5 separate regions of the Mus musculus genome follow, and all the other regions are linked to region 1. The links are chromatin contacts, called in public Hi-C, HiChIP or PLAC-seq and promoter capture Hi-C maps. All regions are on one chromosome and are shown on one strand. The core of a region is the stretch at or near the end of the contact, and the rest is flanking DNA. Distances in the headings are between cores, read along the strand shown.

The links. Promoter capture Hi-C pulls out the DNA fragments that hold promoters and counts their contacts. A called contact is a pair of places that touch in the nucleus more often than the background predicts. HiChIP or PLAC-seq counts read pairs in DNA pulled down with a chosen protein or histone mark. Capture Hi-C pulls out chosen DNA fragments and counts their contacts.
Region 2: a promoter capture Hi-C map of adipose tissue shows a contact between it and region 1. The contact joins the promoter of Fam53a here to the promoter of Uvssa in region 1. A contact is called at or near these places in 20 of 39 promoter capture datasets (the 3T3-L1 cell line, 3T3-L1-derived adipocytes, the C10 cell line and 12 more), 14 of 484 Hi-C or Micro-C datasets (CD4 T cells, CD8 T cells, Th1 cells and 8 more), 34 of 115 datasets of contacts at active chromatin or transcription factors (the 230-238 cell line, CD4 single positive thymocytes, the SCID.adh cell line and 17 more) and 4 of 9 other capture datasets (adipose tissue, embryonic stem cells, liver and 1 more).
Region 3: a promoter capture Hi-C map of liver shows a contact between it and region 1, with 2.6 times the contacts expected there. The contact joins the enhancer-like site here to the promoter of Uvssa in region 1. A contact is called at or near these places in 5 of 39 promoter capture datasets (the 3T3-L1 cell line, the C10 cell line, cranial neural crest and 2 more), 5 of 484 Hi-C or Micro-C datasets (the 63-12 cell line, the CH12 cell line, cochlea and 2 more), 24 of 115 datasets of contacts at active chromatin or transcription factors (the 230-238 cell line, the NIH/3T3 cell line, the SCID.adh cell line and 15 more) and 2 of 9 other capture datasets (embryonic stem cells and pancreatic islet).
Region 4: a contact with region 1 is called in an H3K4me3 HiChIP or PLAC-seq map of embryonic stem cells, with 7 times the contacts expected there. The contact joins the enhancer-like site here to the promoter of Uvssa in region 1. A contact is called at or near these places in 5 of 39 promoter capture datasets (the 3T3-L1 cell line, cranial neural crest, hippocampal neurons and 2 more), 3 of 484 Hi-C or Micro-C datasets (the 63-12 cell line, embryonic stem cells and reprogramming fibroblasts), 16 of 115 datasets of contacts at active chromatin or transcription factors (the 230-238 cell line, astrocytes, effector CD8 T cells and 9 more) and 1 of 9 other capture datasets (embryonic stem cells).
Region 5: a contact with region 1 is called in a Hi-C map of muscle stem cells, with 2.4 times the contacts expected there. The contact joins the enhancer-like site here to the promoter of Uvssa in region 1. A contact is called at or near these places in 16 of 39 promoter capture datasets (the 3T3-L1 cell line, 3T3-L1-derived adipocytes, the HPC-7 cell line and 11 more), 1 of 15 datasets of contacts at CTCF or cohesin (large pre-B cells), 1 of 484 Hi-C or Micro-C datasets (muscle stem cells), 6 of 115 datasets of contacts at active chromatin or transcription factors (embryonic stem cells, fibro-adipogenic progenitors, large pre-B cells and 3 more) and 3 of 9 other capture datasets (adipose tissue, liver and pancreatic islet).

The regions. Positions count from the first base shown.
Region 1 is chr5:33,377,333-33,380,167 of GRCm38.p6, forward strand. It overlaps Uvssa (UV stimulated scaffold protein A), which reads left to right and starts at 1,364. Exons shown (of 14, transcript NM_001081101.2): 1 at 1,364-1,670; 2 at 1,894-1,993. The coding sequence starts at 1,896.
Region 2 is chr5:33,628,271-33,631,105 of GRCm38.p6, forward strand. It overlaps Fam53a (family with sequence similarity 53, member A), which reads right to left and starts at 1,365. Exons shown (of 6, transcript NM_178390.3): 1 at 1,067-1,365; 2 at 583-707. It also overlaps Gm9903.
Region 3 is chr5:33,604,067-33,606,901 of GRCm38.p6, forward strand. All of the region lies in intron 5 of Fam53a (family with sequence similarity 53, member A), which reads right to left. Among named protein-coding and RNA genes, the nearest start is that of Fam53a, 24 kb to the right of the region's middle. Within about 2 kb of position 1,420, at least 25 of the 459 cell types and tissues checked have an H3K27ac peak or open chromatin away from gene starts, as enhancers often do. A contact at or near this core is called in liver and microglia, where this site is marked.
Region 4 is chr5:33,534,077-33,536,911 of GRCm38.p6, forward strand. No RefSeq gene overlaps it. Among named protein-coding and RNA genes, the nearest start is that of Fam53a, 94 kb to the right of the region's middle. Within about 2 kb of position 1,440, at least 37 of the 459 cell types and tissues checked have an H3K27ac peak or open chromatin away from gene starts, as enhancers often do. A contact at or near this core is called in embryonic stem cells, epiblast stem cells and hippocampal neurons, where this site is marked.
Region 5 is chr5:33,233,439-33,236,273 of GRCm38.p6, forward strand. No RefSeq gene overlaps it. Among named protein-coding and RNA genes, the nearest start is that of Spon2, 17 kb to the left of the region's middle. Within about 2 kb of position 1,428, at least 41 of the 459 cell types and tissues checked have an H3K27ac peak or open chromatin away from gene starts, as enhancers often do. A contact at or near this core is called in adipose tissue, fibro-adipogenic progenitors and muscle stem cells, where this site is marked.

The DNA.
Region 1 (2,835 bases), core at 114-2,613:
CCAACTCCTGAGATCACACAGCTGCTAAGCCTGGCAACTTCCGTTTGAGTAGTGGAACCCACATGGTGGAGAGAACCACCTCTCAGAAATTGTCCTGATCATACTAGGGAGGGTCCCACCTTCTAACCCCCCAATAAAAAAAAATGTAATAATATCTTAAAGACATTTCATTCTCTTTAAATTTTGGGGGTGGGATGGGTGGGGGCAATCTGTGCATGTAAAATGAGAAACTACAGTCCACGATCAATCTCACGAGTGTATGAGGACTGGGACCTGCCAAGAGGTGGTGGGAAGAGCTCAGATTCCAAACATCACAAGTTGAGTTGCCAGATCCTCACATATTGAACACAACACAAATGAACGGGGGAGGGGGGGGGAGGGGACGGACGTGTCGGGGGAGTCCAGTTGACTTTGTTCACTGACCCGGATTCAGGGAAGGGTAGGTAAGTGGGTGGGACAGTAGGCACACCATGCTTTTAACAGTCTAGTCCAGAAGCTCAAGACCGTCCTGCAGGACACACAAACTGGCTGAATGCCCGCTCTATGGGTGCAGACCCGAACCCCAAACCGGATACACAGGGAGACCGGTGTATGCTTCTCCTTTGCTAAGCGAAGCAGGAGCTGACAGCGGAAAGGCAGAGCGAGTTGTGAGCCGGCTAAGGCGGCAGTATCCGGGGTCTGTGCGTTCAAGAGTTGGGCTGAAGCAGCGTGAGGTTGGTAGAGGCCAGAGTCCTGAACACTGTGAAGCTGTAGGAAGGGAGCAAGCAGCTCTAGCCGAGAGCTGACATATCTTCTACAATCATCTACGTTGAGACTGAACTGACATTTTAAAACATCCAATCAGTGCAACCACCACTACCCCAGGGCAGCCTTGCAACGGTGCCTCCCACCATAGCCTGTCCTGGGGTGGACAACTGACCCGGTCAGGGAGGCGGGCCGACCCTTCCCAACCGGACTTGCGCCCAGATTCCCTTCTGAGCTTTCTTAGCAGATATACAGAGGCTGTACATAGGCCGCGAGCCTCCTGGTGGCCAGAGAACTGATCCCCAGATCAAAACTTCTTTCTGCACCTCAGTCTCATACTCCTGACCCAAAGCCACCGCCCCTTTAAGAACTTGCCGGGCCCTCCCGCCTCCTTTTTCTCGCGCTTAGTTCTTCTCGATCTGCCCCGCCCCCTGGAGGAGCGTTGCGTCACCGCGTTGCCGCGTCCTCGCGCCTGCGCTGTGGAGCCGCTCCAGGCAAATGACGGAGACGGGTGGCTGCCTCATCTGAAAGGGACTGGACCAGAGCGGGCGCGTCGCGGTGACTTCCGCTCCTGCGCCGCGGGTCTTCGCGAGTGTGTGCCCGCTGCTCTCTGGGGCCTGTAACAGAGAGAGCTCTGTCTACACCGGAAGGGGTGGGCGAAACAAGCTGCTGCATCCTGCGGGCCGTGTCACCGGGGCTGAGGGACGCTGGTACTACGTCTCCTGAGGCAGCGAGTGCGGCGGACTGAGGGTCGTGGCTGGTCAGATTCTCGGCCCGCAGGGTCGGATCAGTCGCCCCCGCAGTTGTCCAGAGACTGTCGCTTGCAGAGAGCGAGTTTCTTGTGCGGCCAGTTTGCTTAAAATTTAGTGACATTTCCCCTTAGCCCGCGGTAACGTCACCCACACAGCTGACCGAAGACTGCCGGAGTTAGTCTCATCTTTAAAACCTTAGCTAATTATCACCGAAGGGCTTGATGGCCTTCCGTGGGAATGTGGTGGCTAGCCTTCTTCGCCTGGGAGACAACCTACAGAGACACCCTAGGGCCTTTGCCGTAATCCCCAGTATTTGGAGTCCCCCATAAACTTAAAACTAAGACCGTGAAGTATTTATTGTATGTTAACTCAGCATCTCCGCGTCCCTTGTTTCTAGATATGGATCAGAAACTTTCACAGTTGATAGAGGAGCTCACAACTTCAGGAGAATCCCAACTCAATGCTCAGAAAATGAAGGAACTGAAGAAAATTTGCAAGTATGTATTGAGGCTAAATGTGCCAATGTCCCCTGAGCACCCACACCGTGGAGATTGTGGACCCTCTGCCCTCTTGTACACCTCTGCCACCTCCTGCATTCACTACCTAGGAAGGAATTATCTGATCACCAGGGCATGGTGGCATTTGCCTGTTGTGAGGTAGAGTTGGGAGTAGCATGAGTTCCCCGCAGCTTGGGCTACATAGTAAGGCCTTGTCTCAGGAACCACTAAAGGATTTCTGGGGCTGTAATCCTGGTGTACCTGGGTCCAGAATGTCGCGCAAACTCTGAACTTGGTGCCTCTGACGATTTCTGTAAGGTATAAAGCTATCACACTATGTCAGTAAAAGTAGATCCTCTTCTTTTCCGTTGGAGTAAAGAGTTCATGATTGGGTCAGTGGCTCTGGCCTCCCCACCCCCGCCCCACCCCCAGGGATGCTCAGGAGCCCCAAGCATGCTGTCCCCAAGCAAACTGTACCACTGAGCTACCTATTATTATCATCATCATCATCATTATTATTATTATTATTATTATTATTATTATTTCTCCTTCTCCTCCTCCTCTCCCTCCTCCTCCTCCTCCTCCTCCTCCTCCTCCTCCTCCTCCTTCTTCTTCTTCTTCTTCTCTCTCTCTCTCTCTCTCTCTCTCTCTCTCTCTCTCTGACAGATTCTCATGTAGCCCAGGTTAACCTCTTTACTATGTAGCTAAGGCTGGCTGTGAATTTCTGATCTTCCTGCTTCCACTTAAGTGTTCCTTTGGGGTCATAGGCATGTACCATCATAGAACCCAATATTTTTTTAAAAGATTCATTTATTTTTATACATAAGTACACTGTAGTTGTC
Region 2 (2,835 bases), core at 115-2,614, 250 kb after region 1:
CTCACTAAACAAAGAGACGTAAAGAGGAGAACAGGTGCCAGAGGAGTCATCAGAAAGAACGACCAACCACTAACCAAAACAGCAAAGTCCATCTACTCTTCCTAATCAATTTCAATTTCCACCTTGGCGTAATATTCAGAATTTGGAAAAACTATCCTCGGTCCTACCTTGTTCTGAGATGCTGAACTTCCCTTCCAAGACCCACTTTCCTAAGATGACCAAATATGTATTTGAAGCAGCAGCATCAGTGAGCACAAGTCAAATTTCTTAATGTAAAAACTAAAGTACACCTTTCAAGTCAAACTAGTCCATCTTCAAAATTCTCAGAGCTGAAACATCATTATAAACTTAAGTAGTGGGGCTGGAGGGTTAGAATAAGCTTAGATTCATACTTAAAGATATATCTAATGATTAAATACCTTGAAGTGCAAAAAATTAAAGTGATTTTAATTTGGAGTGATAGATCACAGATCTGTAATTAAGACTAATGTACAAAGGCAATAGCATTCGGAGCGGTAAAATACATTGTGAACATCGCACATCCCATCCTCCACACAGGAAGTCTTAAAGGGACTTACACACCCTCAGTCTACGCAGGAAAGTGGCTTCGGAATAGACTTCCAAGTCACCTTCCACAGGTCGTTGGGGAGGATCTGCTCTTGGGATTCCCTTAAGGGACCATCATATCTCGTCAAACTTCCTGCTTCCTGAATACAAAATAACAATCACTGAGTCTCAACAACAGCGGGTTCACGGGCCCACGGACTCAGCATGGCGACAACAGGTCTCAAAGTCGACATGAAAAGTGATTCAACAAGTGGCAGCGCGCCCCAGGCGCAGCGGGCAGGCCTTACCGCCTGGCGTGCAGGAGCGCGCACAACAGAATGCTTGGGGCCTGGCCTAATTGGAGGGGTCCCCGGACTCGCCACGAGTTCGGGGAGCTGGGGCCCAGGGGACTCTAGGGAGCTGGGGCCCAGGGTTCTTTCAGATGCTGGGTCCCCGAGGACCTTAGGATGTCGGGGACACGGGACACGAGGACAGTGCTGGGCCCGGGGCGCGCGGGGACCTTAAGGTGCTGAGACGCCGGCTGGCCCTAGAGGGTGTTCCGCGCGCTGTGCCGATGCACCCGGCTCTCGACGTGCGGCTGCGCGGCGCCGGCCGACGTACGGAGACTCCGGGATCGCAGCGCAAGGACACGGCGTTGCGGTGGCTGGAGCTCTTAGCGATGAGCAGGCGAACGACGGCGCAGAGCACTCTCCGCGAGGCGAGTGAGCACCGAGCTCCGTAGCTGGGGCAGGGCGCCGGCCGCGCAGGCCGCGCTCCGCGCATGGGGACGGTGAGCCTCAGTCACCGCGGAACAAAACCGCAGCCGACGCCCCGCCCCCTCCGGACGCCCTCATTGGTCGCCGCGCCGCTACCACCGCCCCGAGCCGTCAGCCGTCCGCTCGCGCACCCGCCCGCGGAAGCCGCCGCAAGCAATCAACCCTCAGCCGCACCGCTAGGCGGGCGACGTCACTGCCCGGCGTGTTGTGGGTGTGGCCTCGTGACGCCCCGCCCCCGTTTCCTCTCACTTCCCTCCTACGGGTACCGTGCGCCGCTGCTGGCCCCGCCCCCCTGTGCGAGCTGGCCCGCGCCGGGTGTGACGTTAACCTTCGGGTGTCCGCGGGGCATCGAAGGCCGGTAGTGGTACCTATAGGCTCCCGGATTCCAAAGTCCGATGTGACCACCTTCATCTCCCTGCCTTTTTTCTTTTTCTTTCTTTCTTTTATAGCAAAATCTCAGTATGAAGCTCGGACTGTAGACAAGGATGGCTTCGAACTCCTAGAGATCCTTCTGCCTCTGTCTTCCGAGCCCTGGAATTAAAGACAGGCGCCACCAATGCCCAGCTTCTCCTGTCCTTTGCTGGTAATGTGCCTTTGGGCAGGACCCTTCCCTTTGGGAGTCTCATTTCTGGACCTACCGTGTGACTGGAAGGCACTTTTGTGCATTGGGTACCGGTGCTGTGAAGGAAAGCTGCTCTGCAGGTGGGTGTGACTGGGGTGGAGCACTTCTCAGGGTGCTAGAGGCCAGGCGCAGCAAAATGAAACCGCCTGCCGACTTGGCTAGGAATAGGCTGCAATTTCACAAGCCTGTAATCCCTAGACAACCTTGTTCCCAAACAACAAAAAGTAATTTTAAAAAATGTTGCAGGGTTAGGTACAGCTACTTGATGTAGAAAATGGAATAGTTCTCATCTGGAATAAGACCTAAAAAGGAAGACATTAGAAAGCCACTGGGTATTCCTGGGGCACACCAGAAGTCTGGGCCCTGGCCACCACGTTATGGGTCTGGTAAATCCAGTTCTGTACAGGCTCAGAGGCCCAGCCAAGGGAGGCCAAGATCAACTAGAATGAGTGCCCTCACCTGCTGCATCACCTGCGACAGACCTTTCATTTCCTCCTCCAGGTTTCTTGAGGACAGGGGACTTGCGACCTGGATCACAGCAGGCAGGAGCCAGATAAGGACTGAGACATCTGGCAGGCACCTGTGCCTAAGAGGAACTCTGCCCAGAACAGTCCTCAACCACACTCTCCCTGGGCAGATCTGGACCAATGGTGGCCTTCTCAAATCACCACGGTCACCTTGTGTTTCCCAAGCCCTGCAGCTGATTAAGTTACATACGCCACACAGCTCAGCTGTATTTGAGTAATTCCTAAAGGCTTTCAGTGTGTGCCCTTTTAGGGTAATTTTCAGGGAGTTGATGAATTCACATAAAACCAGAAAGTATTTCAAACTCTCCCACAGATCAGATTGCAGAGAATGGCTTGCAAGCCAGCTGTGGGATTTCACCCAATG
Region 3 (2,835 bases), core at 170-2,669, 230 kb after region 1:
GCACTGGCCACACAGGCATGAGGGCCTGAGTTTGACATCCAGCACCTATGTTAAAAAAACAAGTATGACGATACATGCTTGTAATCCCAGCACTGGGGACACAGAGGGTCCCTGGGCCTCTGATCACTTGGCTTAGCCAAACTGGTGAGCCCAGGTCCCAGACAGAAACTGAGAAACCTTGTTCCATTAAAACAAACGAAGTGGTTACTAAATTAGCATAATCCCTAACAGTATCATAAAATTTTTTCCTTGTACCCTCAGATAAGTGTAGTCCTCACCCCTCATCCAAGAAACTTCTCTACAACAGATAGAGAATCACAAGTAATCAAAAATAGAGTTGTGGAGTCCAGCGTAATGGGCACATTTACAGAACAGGTCCTTCACGTAAGGCTCCGGGAACACTTCCCTCTATCAGGGAAGATAGAGCAGAAAGACTGTAAGCGACAAAGAATCAGGAAGTTTGCTGTGAGACTGTTTCCTACTAGTGTCAGACGGCATAGTCTCACCATATGACTGCCTAGACATGAGCTAAACAAGTACAACATGCTAGACAGGACCAGGCAAATACCACAGGCTTCAAGCCTACACAAAGAACAACAGGAATATGTGTGCATATACGTATATCCACATAACAAAAATTAATGAAAATAAGAGGTCATGAATTTAAACAAGAGCAAGGAGGGGTATATAGGAGGGTTTGGAGGAAGATGGAAAAGGGAATGGGGAAAAGATGTAATTATAAACTCAAAAATGAAAGAATAAATTAAAAATTAAAAATTGGTGTGGAAGACTGGTGTGGTGGCAGACAAAGGCCTTTAATCTCAGCACTCTGGAGGCAGAGGTGGCAGATCTCTGTGAGTTCGAGACCAACCTGGTCTACCCAGTGAGTTCCAAGACAGCCAGGGATACATGAAGAAATCCTGTCTCAAACAAAAACAAAAACAAAAAATGAAGTAGAGGATATGACCAAGGTTGACCTCTGGATTCCACACGCACCACTCACATGAACACCCACACATAAATACAAACAGAAATAAAAATAAAAGCATATACACAAATACACAAAAAAAACATAATGCTATTCTCCCTGAGCCTCCTATACCACTTCCCCTGTCCCTACAACACCATCTGTCTGCATAATCCCAGGTGTCTGAGACAGTGCCTGCTCTGAACGCAGCGCTTACCACAGCCACCGCAAGGCGGGCCTTTAAGCAGGTCAGTGTGGTGCATGTGGACGACATGACACACAGAAACTAGGTCCCTCAAGACACTACAGTGTCTCCCTGCCAGCTCTAGAGATCACCCACTCTGGAAAGATAAAAAACACTAATGTGTCCACAAAGGCCAATGATCAGGAGCCACCGGAGGGAGCTGGGCAGTAGGTCCTGCAGCCAAGTATGACCAGAACCTTCCTGCTGAGCTTCCTGTCCCATGACCTGAGGGACAGAGAGGCAGCATGGCTCGGCCAGCAACAGCTAACGATACAGCAATCCTGACCTTTGAGTTTAAGTTACAATGTGATGTGGGGACTAAGTGAGGCTGGCAAGAATAGTGTCCATGTCAGGAACAGAGGACATCTGAGTCCTGAGGCGGAAAAGCGGGGAAGGGAAGGAGAAGGAACAGACCAGAGAACATCCAAGTAACAGGCACAGCTCAGGAGGAGGACTGAACAATGGAGCAGAGATGAGGTGGGGCCCCTCAGGATGAGCCCATCTACAATGTCCTAGCCCCAGCATCACCCTGGCCTGATTTACTTCCCTCCACCTCCTAAGGAGCCCAGAGTGTTCACAGCATCTCCAGATCAGGACCACCCTTGGTCATCAGCCCATCTTTGTTATGAGCCATCCCTGTTCCCAAAAGCACCAAGTCAAGGACTTCTCTGCTAGCAGCCTCATCCTATGCTGCTGTCCCCCTTCTGCCACCACAGGGTGATGGCACAAACCACACCCATAGCACTGGCTAACAGGGAAAGCCTGGGTATCCAGAACTTGTTACCAACTTCTCAACAGTCAACATCACATTCAAAGCACCACCACTTCCTTTCTGTCAGCCCTCCTCAGTCATACCAGAAAGAATGGGCTTACACCCCTCGCAGCCACCAGCAAGAAGCCTCTGGAAAACCTGTCAGACAGAGTCAACAGTCACATCAGCAGGCTGCACAATAGCCATCTGCAGCATCTGTAGAGCCAGGCTACCTCCCACAAGACTGAGACTGCCAGACAGGCTTCTCCCAAACCTGGTGGCAGTGGCTGACCTATCTGCACCATCCCCATATGGGCTCAACAGACACACTAAAGCAGCTCTGCTCAGGACAGCCCTGGCACCACCCACAACTCAGAGTCTGACATGCATCCACAGTAATGCCTATAGGAGACAAGACAGGCCAAAAGCCGTGGGAAAGGGATGGACAATGGGGAGTCTGGAAACTGCCAATGCTAGTCACCCAGAGAAGAGACAACACTGTCTCCCCCAATACCCACAGATCTGGTTCCTGCAGGGTGGCATGCCTCAATCTCAACATTCAGGAGGCAGATGCAGGCAAATCTCTGACTTCAATGCTAAGCTGGTCTGGTCTATATGAATTCCAAATCAGCCAAGACTCCATAGTGAGGCCCTGGCAGGGGAAAAACAGCACGAGGGTCTATTACTTCTGCTCCTCCTCCCTAACAACCCGGAGGGAAGCAGAACGGCTGGGCCCACTCCAGCTCTCAGAGAGGGGCCGAGGAACTCTGCCCAGGCTCCAGATGCAGCCAAGAGGACATGCCCTCGCGGCCACAGTGAGGTCGGTCTCATTGTTCTCTCCCCCACTGCCAGCAGTCAGCACCTCTCTGGGAT
Region 4 (2,835 bases), core at 190-2,689, 160 kb after region 1:
TCCCAGCAGCCTTCCCTGGGGCATTTGTGCAAGAGATGCTGAGACCACAGTCTAAACCAAAATTTGAAAGGGGTGGAGAATCATGTGACAGCTTACAATGTTACCACAGCCACAGACTCCCAGAAAGGGGCAGCCAGAGAAGCATCCCAGGTGTGTGGTGGTGGTGTGGGGATCAGGGTGGGGGCCCTGCCAGGACAATTCTTCTCTGCGGGGGCTCCAAAAAAAAAGCCACCCCTACAGGCTAAGAGGAAAGGCTGGAAGCAGGTGTCAGGACAGCTGCTGGGCCTTGGAAGTCCTCAAAGTCCTCACCTGCCAACCTTTCCTTGGAATTAGGGCAGTCCTACTACTGTGTCTTGTAAGCCCAGCCAGCTCACCCCAAGCAGCAGGCTGGCAGGGACAGGGTTAAGAGCATGGTGCCTCCCCCGTTCCTTTGAAATGGCTCCCTGGTTCCGGAATGACTCTGGCTTCCCCTCTTAATCTGTATTTTACGAGTGAGAAGCTTTGCATTATGCAAATCGTTAGATAGGAACAGGTGACATTTCAGCAAAGAACATGAGCAGGCGGCGGGCCGGCCGGGCGGGCTGCTGATTTAGACATTAGTATTTGTCACTGGGGTGGAGGGGGCGGCGGGACTCGGCCGCAGGGGGCTCCTTGCACCTTAAGGTGGAAATCTCAATTGGGGTAGGCCCTGAGCTGTGCTCCAGCAGCTCTCCTCTCACGGGGAGCAGGGAATAGTATCTGCACCCACAGCCCCCCAACACACACACACACACACACACACACACCAACATCTCCTGGAACTCATGGCACCTGTGGGCAGCGTCAGAACGGCCCCATTGTGCTGATTAAGGAAGCCGAGGCTGAGCAGGGTTAGGCAAGCCAAAGAGGGTCTACCCCACACAGTACCGTCCCGGTCCTAGCTGTAACACCCCCTGCTTTTGCACATCCTACCCCACCGCTGCCACCTCCCAACCTCACGGTTGGCGCTGGGCGCTTTCCTGGTCAAGCCTGTGTGGCGGCCATCCATCATCCCAGCCTCAGAGGCAACCACCGTCCGTTTCCTGGGAAGTTGCTAGAGAGGAAATGGACGGAACGCGAGGCCACTGCACTTCACAGCTTGTCTTTCAATTTTCTAGCTGCCTGCCGCTGCCCGTGCTCGCTAGCCATGCTCGCCCTTGCTCCTGAACGCCACTGAGCTCGGATGGGAATTAAAACAAATGCGGTGCTCCACCACTCTCAGGCCTCCAGGGGCCAGGCGCTCGCGACCGCCAAGATAAATTTCCTTCTGGAGACCCGAAAAGCTAGGACTACTACCACACTTGCAGGGTGGAAACTCACCTCAAACCGCAGTGTTGTTCCCAGATCGCCGCTGCTCCCATGTAGGCCACAGACAGCAGGAGGCTGACCTCCTTAGTCTCCTCATTAGCTGTTTGAACCCTGAGTCTGGGTGACCTCTGCTGACCTCAGATTCCTCTAGTTCAGACCGGTTGACACAGCAAATGGTCTTAAGGGAGCAGGAGCTGGAGAGATCAGGATTGGAAAACCAAGCTGGAACCACAGTGTGTACTGCAGGCCCTTAGTAGCCGTGGGGTGGGACAGTGACATCTAAATGACAATTAGAGAGATTTGCCACCATTAGCAAGACAATCTGAAAACATCCAGGTCCTATTAGGAAGCAGGAATGCCTAGTAATCAGGGTGAGAGTATTCAGGAAGTGAGGGGCCCTCTCTGGTGGCCTGACTCTAGTCTCTGGACCAAGGGACAGAATTGAGGATGAAGAGGTCAGACCAAGATGAAACAGAGGCCATGAGTGCAACAACCCTACCCCACCCCACCCCTGAATAGCTTCAGGCATTTGCTTAAGTGTTTGAAACAGACTCCATCTTGATTCTGCTGGCTTTCACAACAGGGTAGGGCCAAAGATTGTGCGGTCCTTTCCATCTCCGAGGAAAGACCACCTCCTGAGGTGGCTAAGGTAACTCCATGAAGCCTGGTGGATCTCCCTGAACCTTCGGGCCCCACACCCTGCTTCCCAGTGAGGTGTCTGCCAGCTTCCTGTCTTCTGAACCATTTCCGGGAGACACAGGGGCATGGAGATTAAGGCCAGAACCCAGGAAAGGCACGGCCATAACTTCTTCCAGAGCCTCTGCATGTCTAGTCCTCTTTATGCACTTGACTGCACGGAGCCTCCCTCCCTCACCCAGCCTGAGGGGCCCACTCGAGGTGAGACCTGATTCCAGCTACCCTGACTCTCAGAACTCTATCTCCACGCCAGAAGGTTCCTGCCACAGAACCTAATCTCAGCCCCTTTCCCCCCATGTGGATTGTGGCTCTGTGGGCCACACACTTTGCTTTCTGGCTGGATGAGTGAGGTGTCTTTGTACAACTGCAGAGCTCGTGACTCCTCAGGCCCCTAGAGCACAGCAGCTCTTCTCAGCAGAGGGTGAGAGCAAGGAGGGTCAGGCCTAAGATACCTGCAGCTATCTACCACTCAACCACAAACATAGGTACCAGGGAGCCAAGGCCACCGAAGTGGGAGAGATGGGTGGGTGACATCCCACTAGAAGCTCTGCATTAGGCTAGGCTCAAGGTCACCTTCGAAGGCTAGCAGAGAAACAGGTAGCATCAGCCCTGCCTAATACATGGGGTAGGACACTGCCGGGTGGGCTCTCCTCTGAGTCAGAAAGGAGCGAACAATTTTTGGCCCTGCCTCAAGGATTTCCCACCTCTGGGCATGTTCCTGCTTCACTTCCTGTCATCTATAGAAGGTTTCCAATCTGCCCTTGTGTACTGCTTCTCCATCCCACCACCTTCCATCCAGCCCTGTCCGCTACA
Region 5 (2,835 bases), core at 178-2,677, 140 kb before region 1:
GTTTCACCATGTGAGAGGCAGCCACTCTTTCAGGACAGTTAAACATGATCTTCTCTAGAGAAGAAAGACAAGAAAGATCTAGACTCAGCATGAGAAGAACCATAAACAATGCAGGTCACACAGACAGGAAAACGAAAGAAGGTCCGGCATGTCCTTAGGAGGATGTGATGTCCTCCCGGAGAAGGAACAGTGGCTTCTGGACAAAGTGTCACCTGGGATTTCATAGATGAGCAGGTGTTGTCAAGTGAGAGGAAGATCCGTGAGCGTCTCTGTTCCTTTCCCCATGTTTGCTCCCTTACAGTGGCCTATGAACATGTACAACCACTGTCCACTGTCACTGGTAACTATGTCTGAGAAGTGCCAAGTGACAGGGCTGGAGAAATGGCTCATGGGTTAGGAAGGAACAGTTGTTCTTCCAGAGGACCTGAGATCAGTTCCCAAAACCCACACCTGTGTGGCTCCCAGCTTCCTGTAACTCCTGCTTTTAGGAAATCCAACAATCTCTTTGGTTTCCATGAGCACACACACATACACATACATAAACTAAAATAATTATTTTCAAGAGAATTTGTGCTGGGGAGATACCTCTGTGATTAAGAACACTTGCTTCTCTTGGGTCAGACTGGAATGTGAATTCCAGAGCCCATGTTGGGCAGCTTATAACTGCCTGTAACTCCAGCTCCAAGCTATCGGATGCCCTTCTCTGCCCTCCATGAGAACCCACACTCATGTACCCACACACTGATCACACATATATGCATCATTTTAAAATCTTTAAAATTAAAAAAAAAATGTGCCAAGGAAACTCCAGTTGCTGGCTTGTGTCCAATTCACTGCGGGAACCCACGCATTCTAGAAACCACTGTGCTTCAGGCTCCTTCACCAACACTCAGACTGCCTGGGCCTCCGAAAAACTCAGGACTGGCAAAGATGGAGTTAAAGACAATTAAACAATTGCTGTGTGGGAAGGTGGTGACAGGAGTGTGATATGGGTAGTGACGTAAAGACAGAGGTGGAAAGTTCACTGGATAGCCAGCAGTATGAGAGTGAGGGGAAACTGCTGGGCTTTGTGAAGGGCTGCTGTCATGGAGAGCAGACAGGAGGTTTTAGCATCTCAGCGTGATGGAACAAATCACAGCTGGGACTTACTGTGGTTAGCAACAGCCTGGCCTTGAAGCAACCATAGTTTTGTCCAGCACGCTCACAATCCTAAACCAGTACCCACAGGGTGCTGATTGGCTGTCACAAGTAAGTACTTCTTACGGGGATGGAGTAAGTGAAAGGCCCTAGATGGATTTCCTGACGATGGTCTGAGGGCACTGCTAGGAGACCAGCTCAGAACTAACAGCCCGGGCTACCAGAGCTGGACGACCCTAGAGGCCCCCAGAGCTCTGACATGGGCTTGGCTCATCAGCCCGATGATGCTTCCAGCTCCGAGCTTTTCTCCTTTCGTGACCTTATCAGCCTGCCGGGATGTGTAAACCATGAGCTAACTGTGTGAGAATGCACTTTCCTCTGGCTGCCCCTTCAGAGTCTGCTGGTCCCCATCAGCACAGCGCTGACCTCCACCTCCGTCCACTCCCAGTTTTCCAGTGAGGAGCCCAGGACTATAGTGCAATAGGCCAGGTATGACTAGCCTCTAGTCATAGCCTTCCCTGGGGGTGACGAACAATAGGGTACCTCTGCTCAGAGGGCCTGCTGTTGTGGTGAGGTATCAGGCACCCTCAGACCCCCAACGTAGGATGGAGCCTGTGCCTGTCTAAGTGCCTGTAGCTCATCCAGAAATGCCCTCTCATCAAGCTGGGACCACAGGATCACTGTCCTCCACCAAGATGTCTGGATTGGGTCTGGGTCCCTGGAGTGCTGGGCTTTGCTCTGCTGCCTATAATGGAGATCAGGCATTTCCTGCAAAGAGTGTCCCTCCCAAGACCAGGGAAGATCCGGCTCCTCATTCCTGAGCTCACCCCTTGAACAGGGTGGTCTGGGCTGTATCTGACTCTCTTGTGTGGCTTCCCCGATGACATCAAATTTGAGGGGCAGCAATGTGGCCTTTTTCTTAAGCCAGCTATATTGACATGTGATTTCATAGCATAAAAGCCCCTTCACAGGGAGCAACTCAGCATCATGTCACCACACTGTGGCCTCAAGAAGAAGAGACTCCTTGCCTGTGAGCAGCTGCTTGCTGTGGTGTGAACATGTGTCTCAGTATGTGCTGTCATGCACGGTGGTTATTTCCTAAGGATAAACTGACTATCTCTACTGTGGTGCTCTGATCACCTGTACTGGGATCACGAGATCCAGCCTGCGCCTGCTACCAGTCCCTTGTAGGAGGAGAATGTGCTGGCTACTTTTATGACAACTTGACACAAGCCACAGTCATTTGGGAAGAGGGAACCTCAACTGAGAAGATACCCCCACCAGATTGGCCCATGGTGCATTTTATTGCTAATTGATGTGGGAGGACCCAGCTTACTACGGATGACGCCACCTCTGGGCTGGTGGTCCTGGGAGCTGTAATAAACCAGGTCGAGCAAGCCAGTAAACAGTAAGGCTCTGCTTCAGTTCCTGCCTCCAGGTTTCTGCCCTGATTTCCTGAGATGTAGAAGTGTGTGAAATAAACCTTTTCCTCCCCACGTTGCTTTTTGGTCATGATGTTTTATTCTAGCAACAAAAACTCCAATGAAGACAGAGATGGGGAGGCTCATGAAACCACAGGGCTCTGTAACCTTCACGAAGCCCTTCTCCCTCCCTATTGCTAATTTCTACTGTAATTAATTGCTATTGTAAATAACTGTAGACACCTGAAAGTTACTCAAGCCCTTGTGTATAAACCCT